Regions from separate parts of the Mus musculus genome. Here region 2 is linked to region 1. A link is a contact called in public HiChIP or PLAC-seq data. All regions are on one chromosome and are shown on one strand. The core of a region is the stretch at or near the end of the contact, and the rest is flanking DNA. Distances in the headings are between cores, read along the strand shown. Region 1 holds the start of Mrpl28 (mitochondrial ribosomal protein L28). Region 2 overlaps Axin1 (axin 1).

Region 1 (5,445 bases), core at 1,155-3,654:
TTCTGGAATTTGGAGATCCAGCAGGCTGAGTGTGGAGGGCATGAACTTTCAGGCAGTGGGCAGATAGAAACTTAGGCATGGGTCCCCTCCCAGGTTGCATCTAAGGCCACCCTGCTTGTAGATCCTGGAAGGCTTGGTATGCACGGTCATGCAAGTGTGTACAAGACTGCCCATTAGGAGTGGACATCATCACCTAGTCCTCCAAAGGTCCTTTGGACACAGTAAAGGGACTAGAGGAAGGGTACTTCCCTCCCAGGGGCTGAGCAGGAACGGGGCAGAGTCTTAAGAGGAGCCGACAGAGGAGAGGAGCCAGGATGTTGGGAAGCTGACCTGGGTAATCAGCGCCCCTGACCCCAGCGCCTGCCTATTGTGTCTCGTGCTATCACAGGTGATTCCAGCCAAAGGCTTCTATGGCCTCACAAACCACTGTGTCTCTCCTAGGTACTACTTGTCCTCGGCACACTCGTCATCGCCATGTCCTTGCAGATGGATCGCAGGGGCATCTGGAACTTGATGGGACCTTGCGTCTTTGCTTTTGTGATCATGGCCTCCATGTGGGTAAGGAACAGGGCATATAGTCTCCTGTTCAGACTCATGGAGAAGAGAGCCAGGCCCTTAATTCCAGTTATGCTGGGAGGGCTCCAAAACTCCACATCTGTTTAGAGTCGGTAGCAGCTACCCATAGAGCCCCAGTCTGGCTATGTGCCTTAGGTCTTGTGCCGATAACCACTAGGCATGAGGCCATATGCACTTCTCCTGCCCAGATCTAGATAGACCCCATACCTCTTGGCTCTGGGTCTGCACCAACCAACCAACTCCCATGTGGCTATCCACTCTAGATATACCGCTGTGGGCACCGGGGACAGTGCTACCCAACCTCCTGGCAGCGCTGGGTCTTCTACCTCCTGCCTGGCATCTCCATGGCTTCCGTTGGCATCGCCATGTATACTTCAATGATGACCAGTGACAATTACTACTACACCCACAGCATTTGGCACATCCTACTGGCTGGTAGTGCAGCATTTCTTCTGCCACCACGAGAGGAAAAAGCTGGGTCCTGGGCCTGTTTGCAGAAGTTCCCTTGTCACTACCAGATCTGCAGGAATGATCGGGATGAGTTGTACACAGTGACCTGATAAGGCTGGTTCATGGACACCTGAAACTCTAATGACCTCTTCAGCTAGGACAAGCGAGAGAGGTGCTTGTCTAGCCCCAACCAGGTTTCCATCTGAATAAAATTGTCCTGAGACGCTTGGCTTCTTTCTCCAGAGAAGACCCCCTCCACCCCAAAAAATCTTTATGGCTGCTGCCAATTCCTCTGAAGGTCACAGCTGTTTCCACCTGGAGCCCACAGGTGCCACGTGTGGGCTGATCACGCTGTTATGGATGGGGATACAGATAAGGGATTCCTGTGGTCCCCTTCCTTTGGAAAGCCGTGATATGAGACCCACAAGCAAGGAAGTCTGAGTGCACAGAGGTCACTCACTGTCTCTGACATCCTGTACCCTTAATGCCATCCTGCCTTGGCATGGGGATACCCTCCTGCTGCAGTTGCTATGGTAGAGTCCAGGGTCATCAGAGAGCTGATTAAGACCTGGAGTGCTGTGTGCTGTCCCTCCCTCATTGTCTGTTGGAGCAGGAGGCCTTCGGGAGAGCCTGAGGTAGCAGGCTGCTCAGCTGTATGAGGTCTGGCTCCAGAAGGCACACAATGCTCGCTAGTGTTCCCTTCTCTCTTAAGGGGTCCAAGGCCCCAGTCTGGTGAGCATTCTCCTGTGCTGGCCCTAGACACTTGGATGAGGCTGACCCCTACTGGATCAACTGAGGATTAAGGAGTGGGTTCTGGATCCCCAGCCCAATCTTTCTGGTCTCCTGGGGTCACTGAGCTGGTAGTGCTGTGTGCCCAGGCCATTTGGTTCCCACTGTGAGGCTCATCTGCTCTGAGTACTGGGATTGCAGGTGTGGGCTTCTGGGCTCCTTCCCAAGCTACTAACATCCTTTATTTGGCACCAAAGCACACTTTAGCCCCTGAAAGGGGAAATGTGTATATTCTGTTGGGGGTGGGGGGCAGGTGGTAAAATGTTACTGTTCTAAGATATGAAGGCATATTTTTATGTAATTGGTGAATTTAATATTCTACAATAATTTTTCAAATCAAATGAGTGGTCTTTTTTTTTTTTTTCCTTGCGTCCCTGGAGGGAAAGGGAGGTTGAGCTCAGGGTAGCCTTTCCCAACAGGCTTGCCAAAGCTGCTGGGGAACTCCTGGGCTGCACTTGGCAGACGGTGCCTTGAACCCATTCGCAGTAGATAATTTTTCATGGTCCCTAAAGGAGGCGGAGGGAAAGGGATTAGTTTAGATGGACGGGCGTTGCTGCCAATTGGCAGCGAGCGAAGGCGCACGTTCGGTGACGCTATTCCGGTTCCGGGAGGCGCGGGCGCGCTCTCCTAGAAGTAGAGGGTCGCGCGATGCCGCTGCACAGGTATCCTGTGCACCTGTGGCAGAAGCTGCGGCTGCGGCAGGGCATCTGTGCGCGCTTGCCCGCCCACTTCTTGCGCTCACTGGAAGAAGAACGGACGCCGACCCCGGTACACTACAAACCTCACGGGACCAAGTTCAAGATCAACCCCAAGAATGGGCAGCGCGAGCGCGTTGAGGACGTACCCATTCCAGTTCACTACCCTCCAGAGTCCCAGCAGGGACTGTGGGGTGGAGAGGGCTTGATTTTAGGCTACAGATACGCCAACAACGACAAGGTGGGTGCGGACCATCTCGGCTGTTCTGCATGCTTTGCTGAGCAGGCGCTGCTCTGGGCGCCACAAACGGTCAACCAGACTAACACAAGCGTTTTGTTTACGGAGCAAGCTAACTCCGATAGCAAAGTCTAGTCCTGAAGTGGGGTGGTCCTGGATCAGATAGTATCAAAAGTAAGGACAGAGTGGGGACAGTGGTGGAGAAAAGGAAGGAGGAAGGATAGATTCGAAGCTTGTGCCGAAGAGGAGGGAGAAGTGAAATCTGCTTGTCACCTGCTAGTTTCTATGCGCATTTCCCTCATTTTTAGGACGGAATAACTTTGCTCCTAGTACATAAAAATCAAAAAGACCGAGATGACTGCCTGGAGTCTATCTCTTCTGGTGATACTCTGCTCCTAGGCAAGCCCTGTGGGAGGAGAGAGTATGTTTCAGGCCTTCCAGGGTGTCATTCACTTGCCTGTGGCTACTGGGTTTCAGCTGTGTGAGAATCTGGAACATATACCAGTAGCATTAGGGCTAGCCTGAGTGAAGCAGACATCTAGGTGGGTGGGTGTCCAGAGCCAGCTCAGGGGCCCTGACCTGCATCAGTGGTCCTGAGGAGCGTCTGAGGAAGGGAGAGGGCCTGGCTCACAGTAGCCCAGGTTCCAGAAGGGTGCTTTGGGGCCCACTTGGTCTATAGGAAAACGGGAGGTTTCTCTTGCACCCTTAGCTCTCCAAGAGGGTGAAGAAGGTGTGGAAGCCACAGCTGTTCACTCGGGAGCTTTACAGTGAAATCCTGGACAAGAAGTTCACCGTGACTGTGACCATGAGGACCCTGGATCTCATCGATGAGGCCTATGGATTTGACTTCTATATTCTCAAGGCAAGCAGGGGTTAGTGCACTCCAAGGTCTTGTCAGACTCGTGGGAAGTGCCGAGTGCACTGCATGGGCATGGGCAGGGAGTGTGGGGCACCCCAGGGTAGCCATTACAAGTAGGACTGAGTCCCTGTTGGTGCAGCCCCTGAAGCTTTCTGTCTTGCTGAGGCCACTCCCTGTGAGTCGCTGACTTGTCCAATGGTTGTAGCCATTTCTTTTTCTTTCTTTCTTTCTTTTTTTTTTTTTCGAGACAGGGTTTCTCTGTATAGCCCTGGCTGTCCTGGAACTCACTCTAGACCAGGCTGGCCTCGAACTCAGAAATCTGCCTGCCTCTGCCTCCCGAGTGCTGGGATTAAAGGTGTGCGCCACCATGCATGCCTTGGGCCTGACCCATATAGGCTTGGATGCTAGCGCTGATCCCAATGCCTGTTCTGCTGTGGTCTAGCTTAGGGCTGCCAGCAGCTGAAGAAGAACCCATAGGGTCAGCTGACAGGGTGGGGGGGTGGGGTGGTGAGCCTGCTGTAGCACCCGACCCTATGTGAACCTTCTGCCAGACCCCTAAGGAGGACCTGGGCTCCAAGTTTGGCATGGACCTGAAGCGAGGGATGCTGCTGAGGCTTGCTCGCCAGGACCCCCATCTCCACCCTGAGAACCCTGAGCGGAGAGCAGCCATCTATGACAAGTACAGGGTGAGAGTTTCCCCATCCTGCTTGCTGCCCGAGGCTCCTGGCCCAGCCCCCACACCTCATGCCAGCCTCCTCTCCTGCTTATTCAGAGCTTTGTCATCCCCGAGGCAGAGGCCGAGTGGGTTGGCCTGACGCTGGAGGAGGCCCTGGAGAAACAGAGGCTTCTGGAGGAAAAGGTGAGTACCTGTGTACCGGCAGATCTCAGGCCACTGAGGTTGAGTGATGGGGGGGGCGGGAAGGCTAGCTTTTAGGGTCTGCCACACCGAAATGCTGCCATACGTTTGGTTCCTTCCATTTTGAAATTGCATGGCATGCTTCGTCTCGTGAAGCCCTTCCCTCTCTTTCTCTGAATGCTCGGGGATCTTTGGCACTAGGCGTTTTCTTTCTTTCTCTCTTTCTCTCTCTCTCTTTCTTTCTTCCTTTCTTTTTTGGTTTTTCGAGACAGGGTTTCTCTGTGTAGCCCTGGCTGTCCTGGAACTCACTCTGTAGACCAGGCTGGCCTCAAACTCAGAAATCTGCCTGCCTCTGCCTCCCAAGTGCTGGCATTAAAGGCGTGCGCTACCACCGCCCGGCACTAGGTGTTTTCTTAATCCCTTGGCAGCCCCTAGGATGTTCCATTTGTGTCTGTTTCCCAGAATAGTCAAGAGCCTGTGGCGGCCAGCAGTTACAGGGAAGCCAAGGGTAGGCATGTGAGTTTGTGTGACCAAGGGAAAGCAGTCCTCTTTTGGCGGTCAAATGCCCTCCAGGATGACAAGCAGCAACATCCCCAGTCCTTCTACACCCTGCTTCTCCCCATGGTCAGCCAGAAGCAGCTGGCTGTCACCCTCCTTAGGGCGCCATCCCTGGGCTACGTTGAGCCTTACCATGCCCTCTCCCCTTCAGGACCCTGTACCCCTGTTCAAGGTCTACGTAGAGGAGCTGGTCCAGCGGCTTCAGGAGCAGGTTCTGTCCAGGCCCGCAGTGGTGCAGAAGAGAGCCGGTGACCACGCCTGAGCACTGGGCTCAGCCTCCCCTGTGGGCAGTGGGCGAACCCCACTTGGCATGTGCCGAGCACACAGTTCCTGTGGTAGACTTTTCAGAGAACCCTTCTGTGCCAGGACTCGTGGAAGCCTGGAGCGGAGCAGATGCCTGTCCAAGCTGGTCAAGTCCTTCTAG
Region 2 (5,445 bases), core at 2,441-4,940, 45 kb after region 1:
TGTCTTCAGACACACTGGGAGAGGGAGTCAGATGTCATTAAGGATGGTTGTAAGCCACCATGTGGTTGCTGGGATTTGAACTCAGAACCTTCAGAAGAGCAGTCAGTGCTCTTAACCGCTGAGCCATCTCTCCAGCCCCCTTTTGTTCTTCTAACTCATGTGAGGGATGCAAGACCAAAGACAGTATAGTCTATGTTGAGGTTCTTCTGCATTGTATGCTGAGCCCTTTCCAAGCATTGAGTACTGGTCACTAAGAGCTCAGACGTCCTGCAAAGAATCTGTTGTCCCTCCCTTCCTCCCTTTCTTTTTAAATTTTAGATGGGGTCTTTCCATGTAACTCTAGCTGGCCTAGAAATCACTGTGAAGATCATGCTGGCCTCGGGCTCACAGCGATCATCATGCCCCTGCCTCCCAAGTGCTAGGATTAAAGGCCTGTGCTACCATGTCTGGCTGACCATTATCATTCCTGCTTTACAATGAGAAAATGGTGACTTAGTGGTAACAAGAAATTCCGTCAGAATTCTTGACGGTTACCTCTGGAGGGCAAGTGTGGTGTCATCCCATCTACTACATTTGCAGTGTGGGAGCCATATACCCTCTTTACCCCTACTCAGTTAGGTGGGTCCCAGGCCCATCAGAAGCTGCAAAGTGGGTCTACAATGAATGGCAGGCCACTTCAGATTCTAAGGTCACTTGTACCTGTTCCCAAGGGTTCTAACATCTGGTTGACTGTACTGTTGAAAGGTGCTGGTGACTGTGATCCTCACAGGGGAGGAGGAGGCTGGATTCCTGATTTTACATGGAGGAGATGAGGGGATTTTGCCAGCTGCTGGTGGGTATTGTGGATTGCATCTCATAGGATAATCTTTTACCTTTAGGTGCAGAGGAGAGGTGCTTGTTCTATAAGTAGCTATATTTACACAGTAGAGGTATGCCCAGAAAGATCTTGTTTGTGAGCCAGTGTTTCACATTTTATACAGATGCTAATTTAGAGTGAGATGTTCCCTCTTGCCCTTCTAGTATCATCGTCACTGGTTCTTCTGTAGTTCTGAAGCCTTGTGTGAGAAGATAAACTCTTGGAAGAAGAGGTATCTTGGGAAACTAGGGTATAGCATAGGGAATGTGGAGTGAAAGATACACATGATGATCTAATGAGATGGACACAGTCAGAACCCAGACATCACCACCTTCCATGAGTGGGTACGCATTATAACATGGATAAATAACAGTTGTCATCCATGGGTGGACAGCATCAGGATATCCAAAAACATGCTTTTTTTTGGATGGGGTTTCTCTGTAGTTCTGGCTGTCCTGGAACTTAATTGTAGACAGCTTCTGTCTGCCACATGCTGAGATTAAAGACTAAAGGCATGCACCAACATGCCTGGCAACAGCATGCTCTTTTCTGTGAGTGGATATGCATCTGAGCATTGGTAGCATGCTGTCATTCACAAGTGGACAGTGTTAGGACATTAATGATATGCTATCATGCCTTCTGTTCTTTGATGTCAGTTGCCTTCATCTATTTGGGACTATAGACTGAGTATTATCTCTTTGTTGTTCTGGAGCCACAGCTTGTCTGAGTCATTACATGCATGTTAGCAACGTGGGCTCCTGTCGTTGCATTTGGGAGGGGACTGAGACTCTATGGGATTAGTGGTTCTGAGCCTAGAAGACAGTGTTCATTACTCCTGCATGTGCACCTTATATTTGCTGTTTGCTGTTCTCAGGGTTAGATGTAGGCTGGTGTTGAGGGCAGGAATGTAGCTGAGGGTAGTCTCTTACCAAAGTCAAGTGTAGATCTGGGTTCAGCTAGGAATGATGAGCTTCAGGGACAGTTCTGGAGACAATGCCTGCAAGTAGTATGGTCAAGTCTACTTGCCTGCTCCCTGTTTGGCTTCAAGGATGACTTCTGCACATTGTAAGACATGGTCCTCACCACTGCTGTCTGAGCTCCAGAGACCTCATAAAGAGCCAACGACTAGTGGATAAACTCATCCCATTTGAATTGCATCTCTAGGACTTAGGTGGCCAAAGACACTGGACTCGGGTGGGGTGATCCTAAGAGTTAGACAGGCCTTCTCCTCTAGCCCTAAGCCATCTGTTCAGCCCAGGATGTCCCACTTGGCTTAAGACAGATTTGTTCCTATGTAACAGGGCAGGGAGCTGGGACAGTAGAGACAAGCCCTAGGAGAGGATACATTTGCTGGTTCTTAGCTTATGCTCATTTTGGGCAGCAAGGTAGGCAGAGTTTAGGCCAAGGCTACCAGCATAAGAGCTCAAGGCCTCTGATTCTCAGAAGTATTCCATCATCAGTCATAACAAATTAAAGCCAGTAGAGCCCTTGCTTCTACCTATGGGTATTAGGTTGCTTTCTCAGGAGACTGAGGCAATCAAGTGATCACTCATTACAGGAGAGGAGGGGAGGGGAGGGGAGGGAGAGAGGGAGAGAATGAGAGTGAGAGAACAAATGAACCAAAACAAACAGCAGCAACAAAAACCAGTGCTTCATGCTGGACCTGGTGTAGTACATACCTCTTAGGAGGCTGAGACAGAAGAATAATGAGTTTAAGGCTAATTTGGGCTGTATATTGAAGCCTTATCTCTAAACAAAAAAACAAAACAAAACAAGGATCTGGAGAGATGGCTCAGCTATTAAAAAGAGTATTGGCTACTCTTCTGGAGGACCCTGCTTCAACTCACAACTATCTGTAACTCCAGTCCTAGGGAATCAATAACCCTTTCTGACTTATACAGACAACAGACATGCATGTGCTTACACGAAGGCAAAGCACCCATATGCATAAATAATTTTAAAACTGTGTGTGTATAATGTATACATATATATGTGTACACACACACACACACACACACACACCTCTTCCCCTGGCACTTAGCCACATCCCAGTCCTACTTGCCCATTAAAGGATATGCTGAAAAGGTTGGTTGTAAGCTCTGCTTTTTCTTTTTTCCCTTTCCTTTCCTTTCCTTTCCTTTCCTTCCCTTCCCTTTCCCTTTCCCTTTCCCTTTCCCTTTCTCTTTTTTCCCTTTTCCCTTTTCCCTTTTCCCTTTTCCCTTTTCCCTTTTCCTTTCCCTTTCCCCCTTTCCCCCTTTCCCCCTTTCCCTCTTTCTCTCTTTCTCTCTTTCTTTCTTTCTTTCTTTCTTTCTTTCTTTCTTTCTTTCTTTCTTTCTTTCTTTCTTAGAACTGGGTGGTAACTGTATATACCTTTAATCTTAGCTCTTGGGAGGCAGGGGCAGATGGATCTATAAGTTTGAGGAAACAGAAATTTTGCCTCAAAAAACAAGAGAGAGGGAGAGAGAGAGACAGAGACAAAGACACCCTGACTGACAGACTGACTCTGTTAGGGTTTTATTGATGTGAAGAGACACCATGACCATGGTAACTCTTATAAAGGAAAATATTTAATTGGGGCTGGCTTGCAGTTTCAGAGGTTTAAATCTGTTATATCATCATGTCGAGAAGATGATGGTAGTATGCAGGCAGGCATGGTATTTGAGCAGGAACTGAGAGTTCTACATCTTCATCCTCAGGCAGTAAGGAGGAAATTGTGGGTTTCATACTGAGCTGAGCTTGAGCTTTTAAGACCTCAAAACCCTGCCTTCACAGTGGCACACTTCCTCTAACAAGGTCACATCTCATAAGGCCACTCCCTATGGCTAAGCGTTCAAACACATAACTATGGAGGCCATTCCTGTTCAAACCAATATACACATACTCACCCACTCCACACACACATGGGGAGAGGGGGGAGGGAAGATACTGAGACTGACTCTTTGTAGTTCTGCCTGCCCTGGAACTCACTATGTAGATAGACTAGGCTGGCCTTGAGCTCACAAAGATCCTCCTATCTCTCTCTCTCTCTCTCTCCTAAGTGCTGTGACTAAAGTATGTGCCTCGGTGCCCATTCAGACCTGGCTTTTTATGTGTGATGAACTCAGGTCCTCATGCTTGCACAGTAGTTGTTTTATAGTTGAACTATCTCCCTAGCCCTAAGATCAGTATTTTCATTGACCCATATTAGAAGTTATCCTAGGAAACCTGAAGAGCATTAGTCACCAAGTAGCTTCTAGCTGGGAGAGACAAGTGAATCAGGTATTGAGATGCCATAGCTGTGTCAAATGTGGGTTTGGTTCCCAGCACTAATATCAGGAAGTTCATAACTCCTTGTAACTTCAGTTTTAGGAGCTACAGTATCTTCTTCTTGGTTCCGTAGGCACGAGGTATACACATGGTGCAAATGCATAGTGTCCACTCTGGGTTGGCCATCGGTAACCAGAGTACCTCTCACAATAGCCTGAATACCAGCTAATACTGGTGTTACAAGGACTGGGAAAGAAACACTGAGTGCTCAGGATACTGTGCCAGGGCATGTTGCTGAGGCAAGGTGGGCAGAGGCCGAGTGAATGGAATGCTGGAGCATAACTGAAGCTCAGGCTAAAAACATCCAAGAACTACAGAGTTTGACTTGGTATGAAGTGTGAGATGTAGATCAAAGTTCATTCTTTGGGTCTGTGCATGTCTAGGTATCATAGCACCATTTATTGAAAAGACTGCCTTTTCTCTATCAGTTTGCTTTTGTACTTTTGTCAAGAGTAAGTTGGGCATGTTTGCATGGATTCCACTAAGCTTTTATTTTGAGGACTTGGAAAAGTGCAGAGGGCTGACTGTAGAAGTGCAGCGGGCTGACTATAGTGATATACACCTATAACACATACTCCTGCCACTTCTGCATACTTGTAGGTGGGTTAGTGTACATGGATGGTCAAAGGGAGGCCTATTCCCTTAGAAACAATTTGGATATTCCTTCTCTTACACTGAGGGTACAGTACAGAGTGCCTGACAGTCAAGTACAGTCTATGGCTTACTGCTTAGTGTGCCCTAACCCTAGGATCTAAGATCCAAACAGACGAACCTCTCAAATAGCTTCATTTTTGGTATTTCCTAATTTACTAACTTGAGGTGCGGTGAGTAGTGCTATTGAAAGCCATCAGTGTATAGCCGTGGCTGCCGGGACCCCCCCCCCCTTTTTTTTAAAGATTTATTTATTTTATGTATATGAGTACATTGTAGCTGTACATATGGTTGTGAGCCTTCATGTGGTTTTTGGGTATTGAATTTAGGACCTCTGCTCACTCTGGTCAGCCCTGCTCACTCAGGCCCAAAGATTTATTAATTTTTATATCTTAAGTACACTGTAGCTGTCTTCAGATGCACCAGAAGAGGGCATTAGATCTCATTATGGGTGGTTGTGAGCCACCATGTGGTTGCTGGGATTTGAACTCAGGACCTTCAGAGGAGCAGTCAGTGCTCTTACCCACTGAGCCATCTCACCAGCCCAACCTGGAACTTTTTTTTTTTGTTTTGGTTTTTCGAGACAGGGTTTCTCTGTGTAGCCCTGGCTGTCCTGGAACTCACTTTGTAGA

The links. HiChIP or PLAC-seq counts read pairs in DNA pulled down with a chosen protein or histone mark.
Region 2: an H3K4me3 HiChIP or PLAC-seq map of bone marrow-derived macrophages shows a contact between it and region 1, with 5 times the contacts expected there. The contact joins the enhancer-like site here to the promoter of Mrpl28 in region 1. A contact is called at or near these places in 12 of 39 promoter capture datasets (the 3T3-L1 cell line, 3T3-L1-derived adipocytes, the C10 cell line and 8 more), 18 of 484 Hi-C or Micro-C datasets (B cells, CD4 T cells, CD8 T cells and 10 more), 11 of 115 datasets of contacts at active chromatin or transcription factors (the 230-238 cell line, the HPC-7 cell line, the SCID.adh cell line and 4 more) and 4 of 9 other capture datasets (adipose tissue, liver, macrophages and 1 more).

Annotation. Positions count from the first base shown.
Region 1 is chr17:26,121,099-26,126,543 of GRCm38.p6, forward strand. Mrpl28 (mitochondrial ribosomal protein L28) reads left to right here and starts at 2,405. Exons shown (of 5, transcript NM_024227.3): 1 at 2,405-2,751; 2 at 3,458-3,610; 3 at 4,159-4,293; 4 at 4,380-4,466; 5 at 5,173-5,445. The coding sequence starts at 2,464. The coding sequence ends at 5,283. Pgap6 (post-glycosylphosphatidylinositol attachment to proteins 6) reads left to right here. Exons shown (of 13, transcript NM_021793.2): 12 at 442-558; 13 at 840-2,156. The coding sequence ends at 1,136.
Region 2 is chr17:26,164,586-26,170,030 of GRCm38.p6, forward strand. All of the region lies in intron 2 of Axin1 (axin 1), which reads left to right. Among named protein-coding and RNA genes, the nearest start is that of Gm46600, 29 kb to the left of the region's middle. Within about 2 kb of position 3,691, at least 95 of the 459 cell types and tissues checked have an H3K27ac peak or open chromatin away from gene starts, as enhancers often do. A contact at or near this core is called in the 230-238 cell line, B cells, CD8 T cells and 9 more, where this site is marked.